Regions from separate parts of the Ovis aries genome. Here region 2 is linked to region 1. The links are chromatin contacts, called in public Hi-C maps. All regions are on one chromosome and are shown on one strand. The core of a region is the stretch at or near the end of the contact, and the rest is flanking DNA. Distances in the headings are between cores, read along the strand shown. Region 1 holds the start of SELENON (selenoprotein N). Region 2 holds the start of MAN1C1 (mannosidase alpha class 1C member 1).

Region 1 (6,816 bases), core at 1,646-4,145:
TCTCTCGGGGTCCAAGACGCTGACCTTCCCTGCTCAGCTAAGGGCTCCGAGGACTCTACTTGCTCTAGACCTGTCCAGCTGAGTACACCCAGGGTGTTTTTACACCTGAGGGGAGTGAGGAGGGGGCAGGTTGGGCATCAGAGCAAGAACCCTCTGGGGCCCCAGGCAGATCGGTCAACCCGGAACCATCAGAGAACATGATGGAATTTGGGACAAACCAAGCTGCTGCATAGTAGAGAAACCCGAGCTGAACAAGAGGAGCCAGACTGACTGGGCCGTAGTTGGGGAACCAATGAACTTTGTCCACCTGATTCACATCAGCCCTGGAGAGATGCGGGCTAGAGATGGACTTGCCATGACAGGCACATCTCAGGGGCAGCTGAGACCAAAGGAAGCCAATAGGAACGGATCTGCTGTGTGTCCAGCCTTCACTCTGTCCAGCCCAGGAGAGATGCTGCCACACCAGTTTCCCTCCTAGAATCAGTGAGCCCAGGGCCCTTCTTTTCGCTATCTCACTGTGCCTCCAAAGGCTTGGGGGCTAGACTCCCCCTACTCCCTCTGACTGTAGCCCTTCCCAGAGATGGGGTCTAGGCCGCAGGACTGACCAAGTAACTGCTGGTTGGCCTGAAAAAGCTCAGCTGAAACCCTGAACACTCTCAGATCTGAGATTTCTGGGAACCTGGAATGACTTCCCTTCTCTAAGTGACGGACTAGGTGCCTTATGTTTTGAAACTCTTCACCTGGAGATCCTTAAATGCAGCAGGTAGGTGAGATGACCAGAGCTGAAGCCAGCTTTGCTGAGACGCTCCCTGCCTCCCTGCCCTTCTCTGTCCTCCTGGAATGAACTGAAACGAATGTCAAGTGGTGGCTGGGAGGCTAACCACTGGCTAGTCTACTCTTTCTCTTTAGACCTGAGATCATAGACCCTCAGTGTCTCACTGCCGATACCAGGATCCTTCTCAAGGTCTTCCTTTCTGAAAATTAATTAAAATTTTAATTCAGTAAAAAAGATCACAGATTCTGATGGTTCTCCAGTGCCCAGAACAGAGCATAGAAGACCCTCAGTAACTATTTGTTGAGTAGGTGAATGAGTGATTTCCCTGCTAATGGGTGAGAAGGATATGATCAACATGCCACTTACCTTGGTACAGTCTCCACTTGGCTGCTACTACCAAATATCACCCTGCCCACACGGGAGGTGCCAAAGAGCTCCTACAGGGCTGCCCTTGGCTACAGCCACCCTGCTGGCCCAATCTCTCAAGGCTCTATCCTGCTCTGCCCCGGTCCTTGGCTTGGAGGCAAGCCCTCCTGGGAAGGGTGCCCACCAGCGGGACACTGCCAAGGCCAGAGTTGATGTCTCCCCAGAGCTGGATCCCAAGGCTGACCCTTTTTCCAGAGTTTCACTGACTTGAGTCAAATCTTGTAAGTCCACCCCTCTCTACTCCCCCTCTGCCCAGAAACCCCAGAGCTTTGAGAGACATGCCCCCTCCCAATCTCAGTCACATCTCTCCAGCCCTGGGCCACCGAGACCAGTCAGGTCCTGTGTCGTTACCAAAAAGCAAGTGTAATAAGTAAAAGCGATTTGGTGAAGAAAACATCCCTCATTTATTTTTCAGAGGCCTTGACTCATCAATCTTCCCCCCAACCTGCTTTGTGCTGTTAGGTTTGCTTCCTGAAAGAACGGAATTTGGTTTTCTAATAGCATCTGTCGTATGCAGGGTGTCCCCAAACATCAGCAATAATGAGTTGGAAGTGGCACAGTTGGACGCCTTCAGAAGTCAACTCCAGATGCCAGGCCTCTGTGGGTCCCTCGGAGGATGGGGGGGGGGGGGGCAGAGAGCTGGGCAAGGGTTGGGTCCAGGGTCCGCAATCTTGGTCCCTGGGTGTCAGTCATTCGAAGGACATGAGAGTGCCCACTATGTGCCAGGTCACTTATGGGCACTGGGAAGGCAGGACATGACATGACACGGCACTGTCATGGCTGGTTACCCATGACGGACAGAGTGGCGGTAGAGACCAGTGCCACCCCCACCACTCAGTCAGCTGGATCATCCCTGAGAGGCAGCATGGCAAGAGACTTGGACTCAGATAGACCTGGGTGTCAGGGCTCAGGCTCCTCAATTTTAATTTATTATTGCTACTATTTGGGCCCTGCTGTGTGGCTTGCAGAATCTTAGTTATTGGCCCAGGAAGCAAACCTGGACCCTAGCAGGGAACACACAGAGGAGTCCTAACCACTGGGGTGCGTGCCTGTGTGCTCAGCCGTGGCCAATTCTTTGCAACCCCAAGGACGGTAGCCCACCAGGCTCCTCTATGCATGAAATTTTCCAGGCAAGAATACTGGAGTGGGTTATCATTTCCCACTCCAGGGGATCTTCTTGACTCACATCTCTTGCATCTCCTGCATTGGCAGGAGGATTATTTTTCACTGAGCCACCTGGGAAGCCCCCTAACCATCGGACCTCTAAGGAATTCCCAGGGTCCTCAATTTTAAAATAAGGCAAACAAGCCTCATTGGGTGGCTTGAGGATGAAATAGAATGGCATGAATTTCATGGCACCAAGTCCAGCACACAGTGGGTGCTAAATACCCGCTAAATCGCCCCTGACATCCCAGACCTGGGTGGTGCCCTGCCCTGGGGCTGGCAGTCATCTCCACAGACTGCAGGCCTGCTCCCCAGACTCTGGGCTCCTGTCCAGAGACGTTGGCAGCTGCTGCCCTCTCGTGGGAAAGTGCAGGCACAGCCACCCCTGGGATCCCAGGGCCCTTGATATAACAGAAAAGAGGCCCAGTGGAACCAAGATTTTTGAGAACTTGAAAGTACTTCCTCAAACTCCACCCACCTCTATGCCCAACGCCCTCCCCTAAGTGTTGTTCTCCAGAAAAACCATCCCAGTGGCCAAGCCAGGTCCAGCAGGGGAGAAGGGTGACTCACAGCCAGCCTTGCCCTGTGCCTGGGGACCGCCACCCCCCACCCACCTGCGTATTTCCCTATAGTCAAAGTTATGGTTTTTCCAGTAGTCATTTTATGGATGTGAGAGTTGGGCCATAAAAAAGGCTGGGCACCGAAGGATTAGTGCTTTTGAACTGTGGTGTTGGAGAAGACTCTTGAGAGTCCCTTGGACTGCAAGGAGATCCAACCAGTCCATCCTAAAGGAGATCAGTCCTGAATATTCATTGGAAGGACAGATGCTGAAACTGAAGCTCCAATACTTTGGCCACCTGATGCGAAGAACTGACTCATTAAAAAAGACCCTGATGCTGGGAAAGATTGAAGGTGGGAGGAGAAGGGGAGGACAGAGAATGAGATGATTGGATGGCATCACCAACTCAATGGACATGAATTTGAGCAAGTTCTGGGAGATGGTGAAGGACACGGAAGCCTGGCGTCCATGGAATCGCCAAGAGTCGGACACGACTGAGCGACTGAACACCACCAACCAACCCACAGAAGAGCCTCTCTGAATCCTCCCTGCAGGTGAAGAAACTCGGGCCCCGCGGCTGAGGGTTCAGCGCTGCGCCCGTCTGTCCTTACACGGGTAGCTCCTGTCCCTGGTGAATCTGCAGAGGTGGCCTTCCAGCAGGACCATGAGAGAAACAGGGAGGGCTGAACTTGGCTAGTTTTCTGTTTCGCGATGACTGGGGACATTTCAGAAAGCAGGTCGGATAAGAGGCAGGGTGGGATGCGGGGAGACTGGGTACCCGGCCCGCCTCTGGCTTCCCTCGCGTCTCCTCGCGGTGCTCGGCCTGGAAGTGCTCCCGGGCTCCTCCAGGCTAGGCGGGACGCGGAGGCCCGGTTTCGTTCCGGGAGAGGAAAGTGAAGGAAGGAGACACCGCCGGCCGGTAGGGTGTGTGGAGCAGGGGCCCCGGCGCGCCTCCCTCCCTGCACTCGCGAGCCAGCAGCGCCGCCGTGCGCCGGACCCCGCGCCCCCGCGCGTCCCGCCCCGGCGCCCAGGCCCGGCCCCGGCCCCGCCCGCGCCCGCGCCGCCGCGGCTCCGCGTCCGCGGCCACCCCGCCCGGAGCCGCCGCCATGGGCCGGACCCGGCCGGGCGAGCGCGGGCCTCCGGGCCCCGGCCCCGCCGCGCCGCCCGCGCCCCCGCCGCGCCGCGCCCGCGCCCTGGCGCTGCTCGGGGCGCTGCTCGCCGCCGCCGCGGCCGCCGCCGCCGCCCGGGCCTTCGCCCGCTACAGCGAGGCCCAGGCGGCCGCGAGGCAGGTCCGAGTCGGCGGGAGGGCGCGGCGGCCGGCCGGGGACGCTCGGGTGGGCGCGGGCGGCGGGGCTCGCCGACGGGCAGGGCTCCGAGGGGCCGGGGGCCGGTGGGGGACGGGGCGGGGATGGAAGGGCAGCCTGACCGGAGGGGGACGGGCCGGAGGGCCGGGAGGGCGGCCGGGAAGGAAAGGCGGGGGCTCAGAGAGCGGGCGGGCTAGGAAGGACTGACGGGGGTGAGCAGACGGGCCCCGAGTGAGGCCGGGGCTGGGACGGCTCCTAGAGGAGCGGGCGGACGGGTGACTAGGACAGTTCACCGCAGACAAAGCACCGAGCGCAGCTGGGACCCGAGCATCCGGGCGGGGCCGGGGGCGCTGGGGCGGTGGGGAGGGGAGACCAGGGAGGACGATGGGTGGACCAAGAGGGTGACTCTAGATGGATTCGGATACGAAGCAGGCACTCAGAGAGGGGACAGTGGACGAAGGCTCGGAGTGTAGCAGGGACCGAGAGGGATGGGAACGGGGACCTGGGCTCTGTGGCGTGCAGAAGTGGCATTTGGACAGATGTTTCGGAGATGGATGGACTGAAAGAACTCGGGAAGGTGGTGGTGAGAGCGGTTTGGGATACCAGTGGGTATCCGGTTGCTCAACCCAGAGCCTCCTCCCAAGCAGGATTCAGCACTGAAAACCCTGGGGACAGAAGGCCTCTTCCTCTTCTCCTCCCTGGACACTGACCGGGACATGTACATCAGCCCCGAGGAGTTCAAGCCCATCGCTGAGAAGCTGACAGGTACCAGGAGAGGCTGGGGACCCGGGAGGAGGGACCTGGGGCGCCGCCCTCTGGTTCTTGCTCTGTGTCTGCTCTGAGCAGGAGGACTGCCTGGAGTAGGAGGCGGCTGCCCTGGGGTTCAGAGATACTTTCTAGCAGGTGGTTGGGGCAAGCTGCCTCACCATGAGTACACACACACAAAGACACACACACACAGACAGACACACAGAGACACACAGACACACAGACACAAACACAGACACACACACACAGACACACACACAGACAGACGCACAGAGACACACAGACACACATACACAAACACAGACACACACACACAGACACACACACACAGACACACACACACAGACAGACACACACACACACAGACACACACACAGACACACACACACAGACACACACACAGACAGACGCACAGAGACACACAGACACACATACACAAACACAGACACACACACATGCTTGAGCCTGTTCTCACAGGTGAATATTACAAGCTAACATTCTCTGACCCCTTCCTCAGGACCAGACATCACTTGAAGCACCTTCAGCTGCCCTGGGCTTTAGAGGTACTTTCTAGCGGGTGGTTGGGGCAAGCTGCCTCACCATGAGTACACACACATGCACGCACACACACCCCTTTCCGAGCTTGTTCTCCTCACGGGTGAATATTACAAGCTAACATTCTCTGACCACTTTCCCAGGACCAGACTCACTTTAAGCACCTTCTGAGTTATCTCTTAGCAGTGCCTGTGAGATGGATGCTGACCTGATCCTCACGTGTATACTTTGAGAGACTGGGGAGAGGAAGGCTCTCCAGCCTGCCCAGGAAGGAAAGGTGCGAGGAGGGTGCAGGGCGAGGATTAGGGAGCCTCTGTCTTCAGGTCCTGCACCAGCTGATTTGAGGATTAGAGAAAACATCTGCAAAGTGCAGTAGATGGTCAGTGGCGTGGTGTGTGTGCTCAGTCGTGTCTGACTCTTTGCGACCCTGTAGAGTGTAGCCTGGGGAAGGCGATGGCGCCCACTCCAGTACTCTTGCCTGGAAAATCCCATGGACGGAGGAGCCTGGTGGGCTGCAGTCCATGGGGTTGCAAAGAGTCAGACACGACTGAGCGACTTCACTTTCACTTTTCACTTTCATGCATTGGAGAAGGAAATGGCAACCCACTCCAGTGTTCTTGCCTGGAGAATCTCTGGGACGGGGGGAACCTGGTGGGCTGCTATCTATGGGGTCGCACAGAGTCGGACACGACTGAAGCGACTTAGCAGCAGCAGCAGCAGCAGACTGTAGCCTGTCAGGTTCCTCTGTTCATGGAATGTTCCAGGCAAGCATACTAGAGTGGGTTGCCATTTCCTACTCCAAGGGATCTTCCCAGCCTGGGGATTGAACTCGTGTCTCCTTCATCTCCTGCATTGGCAGGCAGATTCTTTATACCAATGCACCCCCTGGGAAGCCTGGATAATCAATAGACAGGAGCTATTGCTATTACTACTAAATATTAAACTTTCCTGGGGAACTGTCAGATTCCTATCCTACTTTGTCACCTGTTTTTGCCTGGATGTAATTTGATTTCGGTTGTAAAGATGAGCTGAAGCATTCTAATGAATTATAAAATGTCTCTTCCACCACTCCATCACCAGCCTAACCTCTGTGTCCATATCTTGTGATGTTTCTTGAACTTCTGATCTTGGGCATCTACTTGTTACCAAGATCGCCTGGTGTAAGTAGGTCAATAGATGGGAAAGACAGAAAGAGATACCAGCTGCTCTCAGGCAAGTAAGCGCCTGAGGTCCGAGATGGGCTTTCTGTGTCTCGGGATAGGGTT
Region 2 (6,386 bases), core at 1,421-3,920, 170 kb before region 1:
GCAAAGCATTCAGCACAGGGCCCAGCATGGTGATTCTCTGCCCGATGCTGAACTGGTTCCTGTTGCCTCTTAGACAAGACGCTCCCTGAAGTCAGGCTTCACATCTGCCTTCTTTAGGGCTGTTTTCCTCAGCCCCTGGCACATATGGGTGTTGAGTAAATAGCTCTTTACTGAGAATGAATGCATAATAATCGGGACCATGCTTTGCTCATCTTTGACCAACCCGAGACCAGTGCAATACCCAGTATCTAATTTCAATAAATATTTGTTGACAGAATAGATTTTAAAATGCTATTTATTTCTGTTCCCAGTCCCACTTGAGTTTCTGAATTGAACTGAGAAAGATACTTTTTAACTTATCCTAAATCTCTCTCTAGGCTTAGTATTCTTATTTGTAAAATGAGCCTGTTAATAATAATATCTATCTCATTAGAATGTTCTGAAAGTAAATGAAGCAACATGTATTCAGCACATTGAAAATGTTGGTTCATTACTGTTCTCTCCCCTCAGCGTTAGTTTCCTCATCTGTGAAATGGGCATCCACTCCCACGCCTATGCATTCATTACTCAACAAACACAGCACTCATGTGCCAGATATTGTAGTTATGACTTGGGGCAGTTAGAGAGGTGAACAAGCCACGCTTGTTCCCGCTGTGAGGAACCAAGTCTGCTGTGGGACAGCATATCAATAGTAAAATCCAGTGAGAGAAGAGCCATAATGTGTGTGAGGTCTACCAGGGTTAGAGATATGGGGGTGGGCCCAGATGGGCCCTCAGCCAGCTTGTTCAGTTCAGTTCAGTTCAGTTCAGTCGCTCAGTCGTGTCCGACTCTTTGCGACCCCATGAATCACAGCACACTAGGCCTCCCTGTCCATCACCATCTCCCGGAGTTCACCCAAACTCACATCCATCGAGTCAGTGATGCCATCCAGCCATCTCATCCTCGGTCATCCCCTTCTCCTCCTGCCCTCAATCCCTCCCAGCATCAGAGTCTTTTCCAATGAGTCAACTCTTCGCATGAAGTGGCCAAGGTACTGGAGTTTCAGCTTTAGCATCATTCCTTCCAAAGCTTGCTAGGGAGATTATAGAAGGTTATGGGATCACCAACGTCATGAAATCACCAATATGACATCGGTTTGAAATGGAGTTGTCCCCCAGGCTGTTTTTGTTTGTTTGTTTGTTTTTTGTAGGCTGTCTGTGGAATCCTGTTGCAACCTCACTTTCTACCCCAGCTCACCAGCATACCGGAGATTGGTCATTGTGTCACAATCACAGTGAGGATCTAGTTCAAATAGCCTTCTGAGACTCTGCCGACCCTCCTCCCCTTCTCCTGGGTCCTCCCTTCTCAGGGGACTGAACAGTGACTTCCCCTGCACTCTCAATGTGATATGCTGTGGGGTGCCTCCAGTGCCTGCTGTCTTCCTGTCTGGTTCTCCAAAGACAAGCCTCCCTCTGCCCAAGGTGGGTCCCGGCAGGGAGATGCTTGGGCATTGGAGATTGGCAAAAGCCTGGCCGGATCTCTGGGCTCCTGCATCCAAGCGGACCACATGCTTGTCTCTGATGTTCACAGCTGGTTCCAGGCACCTGACTCCTGCCAGTCAAACTGATGAGAGGCTGAAACACCTCAACTGGCATTTCACATTTCTAAGTTGGGTGTGCTTGTAGGGTGGGGAGAAACTATGTATCTCCAGTGACCAAAATATTTGCACCTGTTACCCAGAACAATCTTTTATTTTCAGCGGAAAGAAACTGACATGCCAAAGGCATTTAAACATCAGGGGAGGGTCTGCTGTCAGTGGCCTGGCCAGAGGGAGAAGGATGTCAGAGTCCCACCCGTAGCAGGCCTCAGGGAAGAAGCAAGATTTATGAGGTGCGAGCCCGCCTGGGCCGCTTCTGTCCTAAAGGCCTCCCTGCAGTATTTTCTGTCTCATCAACGCTGCATTTCATTTTAAATTGCAGCTGAAAGCGGATATTTTCCCTCTTGCCTATTACACCTCTTAATTTGTCTCTCTCTCTGCTGTTATTTGTCTCTATAAAGTGTTTTGCATGAAAGACCCACACAGCAGTGTTTCTTTGCCTTGGGTTAGGTTTAATAGAAGAGCGAGGAAAGGGTGAGGGCCTTGGGGTGGAGACACCTGTGTCTCTATGCCTGGCAGTGTGTACGCGTGTGTGTTTCTTGGACCTGTTGTGTGAGTATCATGTGGCTATGTGTGTACGTGTCACTATTTATACTAATATGTAAATCAGTACCTGTGTAATATGCATATACGTCTACATGCGCTTTGGTAAATCGCTTCTACCTAAATTAAGCGCAAGTTTGTGTGCAGGTACACACCCACTGTAATCTCCGAGTGCATCTGCATCTAGGCATAGAAGCACACACGTGCACATAAACACACGCAGGCATCTGGGTACGCATGTCACATGACGTGTGTGGTCTTCTACGCACACGACCAGGGTTTTCTCCTTCCTTGCCCTACACTCCGCTGCGGTTAGCGTCTCTCCCTGCCCCACCCAGGGGCCCCGGCCTGGTTTCGGGCCATAGGAAAAGGAAGGCAGAGTTGTGGTCTGCCGGTGCGGGGGCGGGGGAGGGGGGGGGCGGCGTCCGGTGGAAACCCTGCCTAAACCCAGCCCAACCGTGGCCACAGCTCCCTGGCTGGGGCTTCAGCCAGCCCTTCCTCACAGCCGGCCACAGCAGCACCTCCAAGGCTCTCGCGGAAGCTCTGGGACCCCCGGGCAAGCTCCCGGCTCCCTGACAATTCTGGACTGGCACTGAGGGGGTGAGTGAGGTTACCGAACGGCCGCCAGAGCCCTAGCAGACGCCTGGGTCCCCTGCCCGCTCCAGGGGACCAACAACCTGAGCCGCGCGGGTGGGGGCAAGAAGCGGGGCGGAGGTTGGGGGTGTCTCGGTCGCTCCCAGTCCGGCGAATGCGGGGCACTAACCAATGGGGGACCGCAGCCCAACGGGGATCCCTGCGAGGCAGCCAATGACCTCGCGCCGCTCTCCACCCCCCGCCCTCGCCAACCCCGCGCAGCTGGACCATTGGTGCTGGTGGGCTGGGGGGGGCGTGTGCGCGGCGGCGCCGGCCCTTGGATGGAGGGGGCGTGGCTTGGAGTCCCGGGCCCTCTCCCGGACTCGGGCTTAGGCCCCAGCACACTCCCCACCCCGGGTCGCCAGGCCAACTGGCCAGGCTGCGGCGCCGCGGCGGCGGTGGACGGCGGGGCGCGCGCAGTGGGCGTGGCCCGAGGGCGTGGCCCGGCGGGAGGCGGGGCCGCGGGCGCTGCCTCGGTGAGAGCCCGAGCTGCGGCGGCGGCGGCGGCGGCGGGGGCGTCCGGGCTGTGTGTGCGCGCGTGTTGGGGCGCAGGCTCGGCGGCGGCGGCGGCGGCGGCGGCGGCGGCGGCTCAGCCTGCGGCGGCGGCGGCGGCGGCCCGTCTGGAGCGGCCGCGGCGAGGAAGCCAGCTGCAGCGGGGGAGGCGCAGCCGGGACTGCGCGCTCCGCGGAGCCGGCGGGCACCGGGAACAGGTGATCCCAGCGGGAACCCGGAGCCCGGAGTTAGCGGGGCGGGAGCCCGCACTCCGCCCCCTACCCCATCCCCAGCGCAGCTGCAGCCGCCCCCGCCGCGGCTGGTCGCGAACGGCACTGCGCCCCGGACCCGGCTCAGGCATCCCTCCGCTCCCGGGAGCACCCCCACCCTGCCTCGCCTGGCTCAGAAGTGCCTGACCACCACCGCCCCCAGCTCCCCGGCGCCCGCCCCGCGGCGGAGCAAAGTTGTGGACGTGTCCCGATAGCCAAAGCCCCCAGCGCTGTCGCGACCCGGCCGCTCCAGCGCGCTCTCGGAGCGCTCCTGACAGCCCGGCCGCGTCACCCCCCCAGCCCCCGGGAGTCGACCCCTTCTGGAAACTGCTTCTGAGGCTCAAACTTTGGACCGGGGTGGTTGGGGGTTGCTGAGGGCAGCTCAGCTCGGGGACGAGGCCTGCGGGCGCCCCTCCGCGTGGACAAGCCTGGGCGCCTCGGACGGCATGTGACGGGCTCCGGCGGCGGCCGCAGCGCGGGAAGGGGCGCGGGCCCCGCGGGCCCCGGCCGCGGCGAGGAGGGGCGGCGCGGCGGCCGGAGGGAAGGCTGCGGTGCGCGGTCGACCCTCGCGGGCCCGGGCCCCGAGCCTTCCTGCCTCGCTCGCCCGGGCCCCGCCGAGGCCGCCGCCGCCGCCGCCGCCGCTCCCCCTGTCCCGGCGCGGGAGGACTCTCTCCAAACTCCCTGAACTCCGGGAACAAGCCCCCCGAAAGGGCGAAACTCTCAGGGACCCCCACCCAGGGCGGCGCGCCCTCGACGACCTCCGCTCGCCGAGCCCAGCTGCTGACAAGTGCCTGGACTCCGAAGACCTCAGGAGCTCGGCCGGAGCTGAGCGTGCCCCAAGCCCGTGCCGGGTCAAGATGCTCGTGAGGAAAGTGCCCGGCTTCGTCCCGGCCTCCCCTTGGGGGCTGCGGCTTCCGCAGAAGTTCGTCTTCCTTCTCTTCCTCTCCGGCCTGGTCACCCTGTGCTTCGGGGCCCTGTTCCTGCTGCCCAACTCCTCTCGCCTCAAGCGCCTCTTCCTGGCCCCTCGGACCCAGCAGCCCGGCCTGGAGGCGGTGGCCCAAGTCGCCAGCCACCCGCGGGCCCGGGGACAGGAATCTCCTCCCAACCCGGCCCCCGCGGCTCCAGCCCCGGGGGAGGATGACCCCGGCAGCCAAGCCAGTTCCCGGCGCAGAAAAGGGTGGCTGCGCCGCACGCACCCCACTGGACCCCGGGAGGAGGCCACGGCGGCCCGGGGCAGCGGCGCCACGGCCCTCAGACCCCAGGAGGGGAGCGTCCCCTCTAGCTTTGACTTCAAGGCATTCCGGAGCCGCCTCCGCCACCCGGTCCTGGGGACTAGGGCCGACAGGAGTAAGGAGCCCCAGAGCCTAGTTCATACCCAGCGGGAGAAAATCAAGGAGGTAAGGACTCTCCTCCTCCTTCCACAGAATATTTTAAAAGATGGCTCTTGTGCTTCCATCCATCCTCGCTCACCCCCAGTCACTCCCGGGCTCCCTGACCTGCTCGAGGCCCTCCTCCCAAACTTCCCACCTTCAACTCCTTCCTGCACACTTTTCCAGCGCTGGGTTCAGTTAACCATCCACATTCCTGATAGATGGTAGCTAAAGCCCTAGACCAACTTTCCCTCACCCCCAGATTCTGGTCTTTCCAGTCTAGTCCTGAGCCCAGGTGGGCCTTGCTCCCTCCCTTTTTGAGATGCTAATAAGATTTGTGTGGAGTCGCTTCAGGCGTCAACACTGCGATCTCTTGGACTGTAGTCCACCAGGCTCCTCTGTCCAGGGGAGCCTCGAGGCAAGAATACGGGAGTGGGGTTCATTAATGGGCACCCTTTCTGTTCAAAGGGGCCAAGGGCCATGTTCTTTCTCACTGTGAGTCCTTTAGTCATGACATCTCCTAAACCCCTTTAGGATCTGCTACCTGGAAATCCAGAATTTGGGGGATACTTGATGTCTTGCAACTATTTTGTAATCTAGCCAGCAACCCACAAGCCAGAAGATGTCCTACATTCTTACTGTTTCTATTGAGCTTTGGAACAATTGTACATAATTGCATGCGATGCAAGGAGCAGTGATCAATAAGGTAGTGGTAATGATACAGAAGCTCTGAGGTTATTGGCTTAATGAAGCAGGTCTTGGACTGGTTTCCTGTAGGGATTGTACCAGAGAGGGGTTAGATGGATCACTCTGACTCTGAATCTGAGTCCTAGTTTAACACACCAAAAGCGAATGCAGCCTCACCATGGCTTGGAGACAGTTGCCAAGCCGCCACTGATAACTAAATGTTCTGCTCAACCACTGTTAGAGCTGCCTGCTGTTGGAGCCGCCTGTATGAGGATTTTGCCTAGCACTGTGGAGGGGACTGCAGTGACACCCCCAGACCACGAGGGGGCTGTGGGCAAGCAGTGGGGCAGGGTCTCCTCGCTAGAATCGAGAAGATGCTCCCCTGCCCCCGTGGACCCAAAAGGAAAGGACTGCTTCTCTCTGGACCTCTTGGTTTGCTGCAGAGCAGTCAGCAAGTCTGCTCTGATTTCCAGGGAGAGCAGGCAGCAAGGGTCAGGACCTGCTCAGGGTGCCAAGACCTGCTCAGAGCCAGCTGAGAGCTGAGCTGCCCTCCTCCCCCTGTCCAGTCTACCCTCTCTCCCAGCGCCCACCTCTCCCCCAGTTACCTCTGCTGTTGTTACTCGGCTTTCTATGCTAAGCCCTGTGGAGACTCTATCTTACCGAATAACTAGCAATTGCTGGACATTTTGTGATGTCAGGATCGGAAATCACAAAAATCACAAAAAGGAGTCCTTGATTCTTGTGTGCAAGTGTGCA

The links. Hi-C and Micro-C count contacts between places; a contact is called where the count stands out from the background.
Region 2: a contact with region 1 is called in a Hi-C map of hypothalamus, with 2.3 times the contacts expected there. The contact joins the promoter of MAN1C1 here to the promoter of SELENON in region 1. A contact is called at or near these places in 13 of 16 Hi-C or Micro-C datasets (blood, hypothalamus, liver and 6 more).

What each region holds. Positions count from the first base shown.
Region 1 is chr2:241,014,322-241,021,137 of ARS-UI_Ramb_v3.0, reverse strand. SELENON (selenoprotein N) reads left to right here and starts at 2,895. Exons shown (of 12, transcript XM_060410647.1): 1 at 2,895-3,478; 2 at 4,876-4,993. The coding sequence starts at 4,945.
Region 2 is chr2:241,181,224-241,187,609 of ARS-UI_Ramb_v3.0, reverse strand. It overlaps MAN1C1 (mannosidase alpha class 1C member 1), which reads left to right and starts at 2,670. Exons shown (of 12, transcript XM_042244546.2): 1 at 2,670-2,779.